Linked DNA regions of Mus musculus: all the other regions are linked to region 2. A link is a contact called in public HiChIP or PLAC-seq and Micro-C data. All regions are on one chromosome and are shown on one strand. The core of a region is the stretch at or near the end of the contact, and the rest is flanking DNA. Distances in the headings are between cores, read along the strand shown.

Evidence for each region. Hi-C and Micro-C count contacts between places; a contact is called where the count stands out from the background. HiChIP or PLAC-seq counts read pairs in DNA pulled down with a chosen protein or histone mark.
Region 1: a Micro-C map of embryonic stem cells shows a contact between it and region 2, with 3 times the contacts expected there. The contact joins two enhancer-like sites. A contact is called at or near these places in 1 of 39 promoter capture datasets (maxillary cranial neural crest), 1 of 484 Hi-C or Micro-C datasets (embryonic stem cells) and 3 of 115 datasets of contacts at active chromatin or transcription factors (astrocytes and embryonic stem cells).
Region 3: a contact with region 2 is called in an H3K27ac HiChIP or PLAC-seq map of embryonic stem cells, with 2.0 times the contacts expected there. The contact joins two enhancer-like sites. A contact is called at or near these places in 2 of 39 promoter capture datasets (cranial neural crest and maxillary cranial neural crest), 2 of 484 Hi-C or Micro-C datasets (both in the G1E-ER4 cell line) and 5 of 115 datasets of contacts at active chromatin or transcription factors (embryonic stem cells and microglia).

Annotation. Positions count from the first base shown.
Region 1 is chr14:20,215,416-20,218,441 of GRCm38.p6, reverse strand. No RefSeq gene overlaps it. Among named protein-coding and RNA genes, the nearest start is that of Kcnk5, 35 kb to the right of the region's middle. Within about 2 kb of position 1,306, at least 32 of the 459 cell types and tissues checked have an H3K27ac peak or open chromatin away from gene starts, as enhancers often do. A contact at or near this core is called in embryonic stem cells, where this site is marked.
Region 2 is chr14:19,984,898-19,988,001 of GRCm38.p6, reverse strand. No RefSeq gene overlaps it. Among named protein-coding and RNA genes, the nearest start is that of Gng2, 9.2 kb to the right of the region's middle. RefSeq lists an enhancer at 1-3,104. Within about 2 kb of position 1,796, at least 311 of the 459 cell types and tissues checked have an H3K27ac peak or open chromatin away from gene starts, as enhancers often do. A contact at or near this core is called in embryonic stem cells, where this site is marked.
Region 3 is chr14:19,768,172-19,771,424 of GRCm38.p6, reverse strand. Nid2 (nidogen 2) reads right to left here. Exons shown (of 21, transcript NM_008695.2): 4 at 2,488-3,215. Among named protein-coding and RNA genes, the nearest start is that of Nid2, 19 kb to the right of the region's middle. Within about 2 kb of position 1,459, at least 48 of the 459 cell types and tissues checked have an H3K27ac peak or open chromatin away from gene starts, as enhancers often do. A contact at or near this core is called in embryonic stem cells, where this site is marked.

The DNA.
Region 1 (3,026 bases), core at 57-2,556, 230 kb before region 2:
GGTGTTGTGTTTTTATACAATTCCCATGGGTGTGGCTGTGTGTGCCTCTGTGTCTATGTGTTTCTTGTGATTTTTCTTTGGCCCTTTTCCTTCTGTTTGTTTCTTTCTATTTCAACTGGCTTGTTTTTTCTTTTTATCATATTATTACATTACATACTATTATACTACAACCCCTTAGATGCCTGCTAATTTTATTTTCTCTTCTGTGTTTATTTTGGGGTTCCTTTGTGTAGCTCTGACTGTCCTGGAGCTCACTCTATGGATCTTTGAGATGGCTTGTGTCGCCATGCCTACCTCCCAGTTTTCTAAGGAGAGACAGAAAAGAGGTCAATCTGGATGGGGGGAGGTGGGGAAGAACTGGGAGGAGTTGAGGGAGAGAAAACCATAATTAAACAATATTGTATAGAATAAACTATTTTCAATTAAAAATATTTTAAACAAAAATAAATAGATAAATAAATATATGAATAAATACCTAAATGAGTACATAAATCAATAAAAGCCAACAAGTTGGAAGATGAGGACTAACATGTAGTACAACCAATTTAAACTTATCCTCAACTAGGTGACAGATAAGTAAGACCCAGGCTCTGATTTGTTTTATTTGGCTTTGATAATTACTGGGGAGTAACCCCTAAGGTACTTTTCTAACTGCTGACCTGGCTGCCTCCCCAGCAGTGTACCCCAGATACTTGCTGTTTCTCCTGGCCACAGGCTCATGGTCCATCTCCTCTCATGATGGCTTCCTCTTTTTTTTTTTTTTTGTTCTTCCTTCTCCTCCTGGTCTCTGCTTTCTCTTCTCTACCCCCAACCTTGTAACTCAAAACCCACTTACCTCTAATCCTTCCAGTCATTGTCTGTAGCCAATTATTTTTTTAATAGTTTTTTTTTTTTAAACAAGGAACAAGATCTGCACAACAAAAGTCTGTAACTGAGAGAATTCACTCCGAGGCCTAGACCTTTTGGTACAGAATTAGCATTACAATATGTAGCAACAGACCTAACCTCAACACTAATACTCAAGGTTGCTCCTCAGATCTCTATCTGTGCTCTCTGGCACGTGCATGTATATACATGTGCTCACCACACACACACACACACACACACACACTAAAAGGAAGTGTAGGTGTAGACTCGGTTTTAAACTGGACAGTGGGTAGTCATCCCACACACAGTTCTGTCCCACTCCACAGAAACCGGGCAGAAGCTTCCCCCAGGCCAGGCTGGCAAAGCCCACCCTGGGGGTGGGGATGGGGTGGGGGTCTGTCCTGCTCTGAATCACTCTAGGCAGTGGAAAAGTGAGATGCCTCCAGAGAGGAGCCCCACCCTCATTCTGGTCCAGGTTGATTGAATCAGGCCTAGGTCTTGGCTGACTCCTTTCAGACTTCTGAGTGTGCGGTGTCTCACCCCATCCCTTTCCACTACCAACCCACTCACAGCCCAGCACTTTGTCATTTCCCATCAGAGGCTCCTCCAAGGGCCCCCACTGTCCCAAGCCACCTCATCTCACGGTCCCGTCTTAAGAACTGAGCCATAAAGGCCAAGAACATCCCAGACACACAGAAAACAATGAGTCAGCCACACCGGAAGCAAACACACAAACAGAACCAATGTCTAAGACCCACGAGCCTGAGGTGTCCTGAGACAAATTTATCCTACAGACCTTAGACGTGCAAAATGGCACCTGTAGGCTGTTTACAGAAGCCTACAATAGTTGGTTACAACTTAAATGCCCACCAGTAGGGACTAGTTGGAAATGATGCTGTATTTAAACAACAGGACCCTGCAGCTATGTAAAAGAATGGGGCAGTACTTGTTAGCATTTGTCTTTTGTGAGGTTTGTTTGTTTGTCAATTTGATACAAAGTAGAGTCATGCTGGGCATGGTGGCGCACACTTTTAATCCCAGCACTAGGGAGGCAGAGGCAGGTGGATTTCTGAGTTCGAGGCCAGCCTGGTCTACAAAGTGAGTTCCAGGACAGCCAGGGCTATACAGAGAAACCCTGTCTTGAAAAACCAAAAACCAAACCAAACCAAACCAAACCAAAAAAAACCAAGGTAGAGTCATCTAGGAAGAAAGACTGTCAGCTGAGGGATTGCCATCAGATTGGCCTGTAGGCAAATCTGTGGGGATGGTTTCTTGTGGGAGGGTCCAGCCCACTATGGGCAGTGCCACCCCTGGACAGGTGGTACCGGGGTGTTGTGCTGGTTGTTTTTGTCAACTTGACACAAACATATCTGGGAAGAGGATAATCTCAATTGAGAAAATGCCTCTGTAACACTGGCCTGTCGGCAACTCTGTGGGCATTTTCTTGATGAATATAGATATGGAAAGGCCCCACCAACTGTGAGTGCTGCCAGCCCTAGGCAAGGAGTTCTTGATGGTAATGAACAAGCAGGCTGAGCCAGCCACAGGATGCAAGCCCGTAGGCAGCGTTTCCCGTGGCTTCTGCTTTAGTTTCTGCCCCCAGGTTCCTCCCTGAGTTCCTGTCCTGACTTCCCTTCAAGCTGTAAGATGATATAAACCTGTCCTCCCTGGGTTGCTTTTGGTCATAGTATTTATCACGGCAGCAGAAAAGCAAACAAGGGTAGGGAGAAATCTTTTTGTACTGACAGAACAACCTTCAAGGTGCAAATGGTGCTAGGCGGGGTGTCTGGGGAGAATCCCTTCCCCAGGGAGAGGCAAACAACACCAGCCATCTCCTTACAAGGTCCGTTCTCTCCTGGGAACCTGCAAGTGAACTGGGTGAGGGATGACTGACAGGTTCCCGAGTGACCCCACAGCAACAGTATAGGAAAGCCATCATGGATGGAACCCCTCTCCCATTAGCCTCCCGAGTCTAGCCTCCTCACCCTCTCCTCATCCACAAACGTGGATGTAACCGTTCACAAATGTGATGGCTCCTCTCAAGCAGGCACAGCTGATGCTGATCTGTTGGAGGTGACAGCCATTTTGTTCCTAGGACCATGTACTACACTGGTGGAAGTTGGATCTCAGTGCTTGACCAGCTGAGAAGGGAGAATCAC
Region 2 (3,104 bases), core at 547-3,046:
TTCTGAAATATGATGATGAAAAGTCCAGATGAATTATCAATAATTTTAGGGTTTTACATACTTAAAATATTACAAAATATATTTTACATTTTCTCTCAAACTAGTGTACTATGGATTTACTAAGCACAAGATAAATATTCAGGCTATGATAAGTAATCTAGATTGACCAATTTTTGGTATGCAGTTTTAAGCAAGGAGTTACATATCAACAAAAGGGAGACAAGTAGTTACTAATTTGTCTTTAATTTTACAAAATGATTGGATAGAAATAAAAATTCCACATGACCAAACGTAAAATGAAAACGTTTGGAATCTCAGCTCTGTTTTTTTTTTTTTTTTTTTTTTTTAAAGTTATATAAGCAAAAGCATTGTGAAGAGGATCCACAAGACCTATCCTTTTGTTTGGTGTGGAATCCAGCCGACTAAATCTTTCAGATTTCTTCTGGGTGGGTCTGATTGCTGGTGGGCTCCAGCCACCTGAGAAAAGCATCTGTCTTCCTGTCGCCATGCCAACTGCTCGGGATTTCCCCCTTTCTTTCCCATTCTTCCCAGCCATGTGGGAAGCTACACATTTCCCCACCTCGGGAGGAGCGCTACTTCTAACTACATTTGGCTCTTTCCCTCGCCTTTTGTGTGAGGCAAGACAACTGGCAATGAAATTGTCTTTTGGAATATGATTTTTCGTTCTGTTCTGTTTCCTAGCTTTTCTTACTGACGTCTTTGTGTGGTAGAGCAGGCTGGAATCCCACTGCATTTACATGGCAACCAGGAAATCAGTCATCCGACGTTGCCATGGTAACCAGAGGGGGATGGGGGAAAAGACCATTTATCACAGTGGGCTGTGTCCCTTGTTAGAAGCTTTCAGAATTTTTTAGACAAAGGTCATTCTGAAAACAGCAACCAAAAGAAAGAAAAAGGAAGGAAGGAAGGGAAGAAGGAAAAGGAAAGAAAAGCAGAGAAAGGAGAAGAAAGAAAAAGAAAAGAAGCTCGCAAACTCTGGTATGGAGACAGGCCTGTGCTGGCGCCAGCATCATGCAGCCGGAAGGTGCCGAGCCTGTGGCAGATGCCACAGAGAGCAGAGGACTTCCCCTTCTCCTCTGCTGCACAGGACACAGGGCTCTGACAGGTCAAGTCAGCTAAAGGAAGTTTTCTAACCCCAGGCTGCCTGAAGCTCGCAGCCTGCCGGGAAAGGCAGGTATCCCTGTTGCAGGAGGAGACTTTGCCTCGGTGTGGTACCGCTCTAAGTTTATGGCTGCAGTGCAAACAGAGCTCTGGGTGCTGGCCAGAGAAAAGCAGAAGGGTCTTGTTTCCTGTCACACGTGTTAGTAGTTGAAAGTAATCAGCTTTCAGATTCAAAGTGGATTTGGCTAAGTATTGTGATGTGTTTTTTATAGGCCTGGTCATTAGAGTCTTCAAGCGAGGAAGCGAGGAGGAAATGTGACAGAATCTATTTACTGGCAGATAGATGTTTGGTGACAAAGAGGAGTCTGAACCCCCATCAGGCACAGATTTCCCTTCTGGGTTTACTGGTGTGACTTTTAGAGGAAGACTGTCACACAATAAAGTGGAAGAAACACTCTTTGCTTTTAAAAGTCTTTTATTGGCAACACGGGAACAAGCCAAGAGATAGGAGTAGAGCGTTGGTGTGGCTGTAAAAGCCCTTTTCTTGTAAAATAAAGTCTTCCTTTAAAAAAAACAAAGCGGGTTGTTCTTTTCCTGTACCAGCTGAGATGAGGAAATTGTTGGCTTTCTCCTCCTCTCTGCACACTCTTCCGCTTCCACTTCCCCCTCTGTTCTCATCTCTGCACACCGCTCTGGCCTCCATCACTCACTTTCAACCTTTCATCCCCCTCCTCTCCTTCTCTCTTGTCCAGCAAATTCTCACAACCTTTATTTGAACACATACCCTGACTCTCTCCTCCATGCCTGTATTATCTGTCATCCTGAGCCATGCTTTCTAAACTAAAGTAAAAGTAGCCCAGGTTGTGGCCCAAGCCTTTGATCCCAGCCCTCGGGAGGCAGAGGCTGGGGGATTTCTGATTTTGAGGGTAGCCTGTTGTACAAAGCATTCCAAGACTGCCAGGGCTGTTACACAGAGAAAGCCCATCTCAAACACATACAACAACAAGCCAAAAAACCCGTGGGGGAGGGGCGGGAAACTTCTGATTGTAGTTGCAGTTTCCCTTTTTAAAACCTTCACTCTTATCGGGTAGCTCAGACCCTGCCATGGCCATCAGCCTGTTCCCCACGCCACCCCATGCCACCCCACTGCTGTGCACCGTGTTCACTAAATCACCATCCACCACAAAACCCGTTCAAATGTGGCTCCCGACCACCTCCCCATCCCTACTCCCCAGCTCTCTCCTGCATTCCTTCCCCATGTTCTCCCTTTGGTATTCCTTGAAAACATCTGCTGACCCCAGGGTTAGCACTTGTTGAACACTGTGCCCTAGAAACAGAAAGAAGGCTTTCTCTCACTTCCTCCCGGTAATCTATGCAGACAGCCTCCCCTACCATTCGTTTAAACTAGTCTGGAATCAAAAGGCAGGCAGTTTTGCAAGAGGGAAGGGACTGGTCACAATGGTGTGTGGAGGGTTAAGGGAACCACAGCAAGATCCAGTGTCACATGCAGACTTGAAGGAGCTGGTGTGGCAGGAGCACAGACAGCTGCAGTCCTGGAAACAGCAGGCACGTCCAGAGGACTTGTGGCTTTTGTGGAAGGAAATCAGAACCAAAGCAGTGTGGTAAGGAACATGCTGACCTCACTTGCAGCCCATTGGCCAAACGCTGATGAAAAGCAGAGGCAGAAAGAGCCACATACAGTGTTACCGCATAGCGACTTCTCCCCAACACACAGATGCTAGAAACAATAAACATTAACCATTTCTTGCAGTGTCTGTGAGTCATGAATTTGGGAGCTAGTCTTTGTAGCTTCAGGCCCCTTCTCCTGTTATAGTATAGTCAGGATGTCAGTTGTTTGAAAGCTTGCCCTGATTGGAGAGTCACTCCCAAGGTGGCTCACAAGGCTTCAGGTGGCTGCTGGCTCTTGACAGGAGATCCGGGAGCCTTTCTCTCGCCACAGAGCCTTGAGTGCCCTCACAACC
Region 3 (3,253 bases), core at 210-2,709, 220 kb after region 2:
GCAGAGCTGTGGGTGCTCAGGCCATCCTCCACCGGAAGCTGGGGACTTCCTACTCTGAGCTGGCATGTGCAGGTCTCAGTCACCCCCAGAGTAAGGCCACAGCTACTGGATAAACCTCCGGGACAGCAGTGTTTCCTCTGAGCATAAGTAACAACTACATGCTTCTGTGCTTCACACAGCTCACAAACGCCCTTTTTTTTGCACACATGAACTTGCACACATGAACACACAAAAATATAATTTAAATAAAATCTAACAGTATTTTTTTTTTCCTCTGAGACTTAAAAGCTTCCAGTTAGGCAATCTCCCCCTGAATGTCTTTTTCAGAAACATTCTGGCATTTAGATGTCAGTATTGGCTACATTTGGCAGCTGATAAATATCACAGTTCAAGCCCCTCCCGGGTTAGTTATGCCGTTACCCTCAGTTCCCAGTGGTCAGTCCCACTTCAGGCTTTTCTGAGCTCTTAAACAGCCATGCACAACCTTTGACACTGTGACACATTGTCATCTACAAAGTTCGTGCTTCAAGAACCCTGACTGAGTTATAAAAGAAAAAGCTCAGAATGTTTCAAGTGAGTTTACAGTTTTTGCTGGGCTATATCCAGCTACCCAGGTTGCAGCCAACTGTACACAGATCCACTTTTCAGTAACTGTGCGCTGTTCTTGGGAAAATACAACCCCCAACAAAAGGCCGCTCAGAAACACATCTGTACCACAAAATCTCATTGAGAAAACCTTTGATTCATGCCTTTAAATCTCTTTACATAGAAAGAACCCGCACTGAAATTTTTGGAGATTGTTAGAAGGATCTGAAAGTTCTAGAACCTTAAAAAAAAAAGTCCATGTCTTTGACTTTACAGAAACAACCTTTCATCAGACTTCATCAAGGCGAAAAGCAGCCAGGCGTCAAAAGCTTTTTAATGAGTCTTTTTGTTTTCAGCTCTTTCGTTTTCCAGCCTAGCTCTTCACTCTCTACCCATCCTCCAACCCATTTCCCATATTTTAAGTCCTCTAAAGATTAGTAACAACAGCGGCTATTTTCTTTTAAAGAACCGACTAATGGAGGTGCACAGAACGTCACATAAATTCACATTAAATTCTGGCAATACATTTATAGAAAATCAGAGACTTGGTTGGGGGTGAAATAAGTTGTCTCAGTTTGGCCAAGATTCATCTTGACACCAATGTCCCTTCCCTAACTATTACACTCTGCTCTGTTAAACACAAAGTGTTTTCTTCCCTCCTGAAGTATTTCTCTGACTAACTCCTGAACCTTCAGGAAATGTCCTAGCAGAACCAGAAGGTCCTCTTTGCTAGGTTAATGTTTTTGCCAAAACACTGACAAAAACTGTAAAGTTGAAACACTGTGGAGAGAGCCGTGACCTCTGACCCTTCCCTCCTGGCAGAGATCAGTGAGCAGGCCCTGGGAGGGGGGTTGGGGGGACGAAGCTGGGGCCAGTTTCCCAGTCCATCAGTGTGGATGAAAAGCTGTCCCCTCTGGGCATTCCCGGGCTACGATCAGTGCATCATGGAATGAGGATAAGGTTCTGGGGAGGTGAAGGCCACAGCTGTGAGGATGAGAATCAGAAATGACAGCAGGCAGAGGTGTTTACCATGATCTTCCCCTGCAGACTCTTTAGCATGTTTGCCTAAGTCTGCACAATGAACTCACCATAGCCAAAGCTAGATGGCTGTGCCCTCCATCCTGCAATGCCTACGAAGCCTCGAAATGGCTCACCTTCCCTGAACTTGCAAACTGAAATATTTCATTACACTTGGGAGGAGAGCTGGCACAAGTGGCCCAGCTCTTTCCCCACTCCATGAGGCCTAATTTTTTAGAACACATTATTAATGGTCAGGAGGCTCCAAGAAGAACTCTTCTGCCAAGATGTACTTGGCAAAGGGAATTTATCTCCTTAAACACAAGGAGGAAAAATCAGTTCCAATCTGCTTGCTAAACTTTTCACCTATTCACTCAGAAGAAAACCACAGCTGTATTTTTTGTTTTGTTTTGGAAGAAGTTTCACTCTATAATCCAGGCTGGCCTGGAATTCTCTATATAGCCTATGCTAGTCTTAAACCTAGATAATCCTCCAGCCTCAGCCTGCCCCAGCCTGCCCCAGCCTGCCCAGCCTGCCCCAGCCTGCCTCAGCCTGCCCAGCCTACCCGAGTCTGCCCCAGCCTGCCCCAGTCTGCCCAGCCTGCCCCAGTCTGCCCAGCCTGCCCCAGCCTGCCCCAGCCTGCCCCAGCCTGCCTCAGCCTGCCCAGCCTACCCGAGTCTGCCCCAGCCTACCCCAGCCTGCCCCAGCCTGCCTCAGCCTGCCCAGCCTGCCCCAGCCTGCCCCAGCCTGCCCCAGCCTGCCCCAGCCTGCCTCAGCCTGCCCAGTAGAGAAATGAGCACAGTTGATTGACCATTTCTAGTTTGTCAACTCTGCTACATTTTCTTTAAACAAAATCCCAAATGCCAAGTTGTTCAATGCACTTACCTTGATCATTAGATCCCACGTGGTCCTCCAGTCCTATCACATACTTCCCTCCTCTCAGGGGCGGAACGTGACCAGACTCGGGGTAATGAGGAAGGACTTCTCCTTCCAGAGGAGGGACAGGAACATCTGGCTCTGAAGGCACTGGCCCTGCCTCTGGATAGGACTGGGTGTTTCTGCCCCCAAGGTCTTCGTTGACTGGAGTTAGGAGAGCTGCATCTGCCTCTGGAGGAGCTGGGGCTCTGGTACCCATCTGGTCCAAAAGCTCCGCTGGGTCCCTGAAATCCAGAACCTCTCCCTCTCCCACCGGCCGCCCCTGTTTGGTTTGAGGGTCCAAAGAAGCCGATTCTGTTTCCCGGTAGGATGGCCAGTTACCAGGTGCTGGATATGGCCAAGGAGAAGCGCGGTCGGAACCTGGAGATGAGGTGCCGACGTCCACAAGGCCTGGATCAGCCTTTGAATTGAAAGACACATCAATTCTGCTGTGGCCTTCCGGGGCCTCCCCCGGTTCAACTGGTGGGTACTCAACATCCTCTTCATTCTCATCGTAGTAATGGAAACTGTCCTCGGTGTAGCTCTCCAGGGCTGCAGCATGGCTGAAGGGGTGCTCCAGTGCTGAGGAACGGGCTGTGGAAGGGTCACCTCCAACTGTGGCTGGACGGACATTGTCCAGGGCAAACCTGCTGCCGATGTGAAAAGCCCACACTCCAGGAATCCCCAGGTTGCTTAGCCTAAGAACAAAGGAGAAGAGCTGATTGTAAGCAGTCCA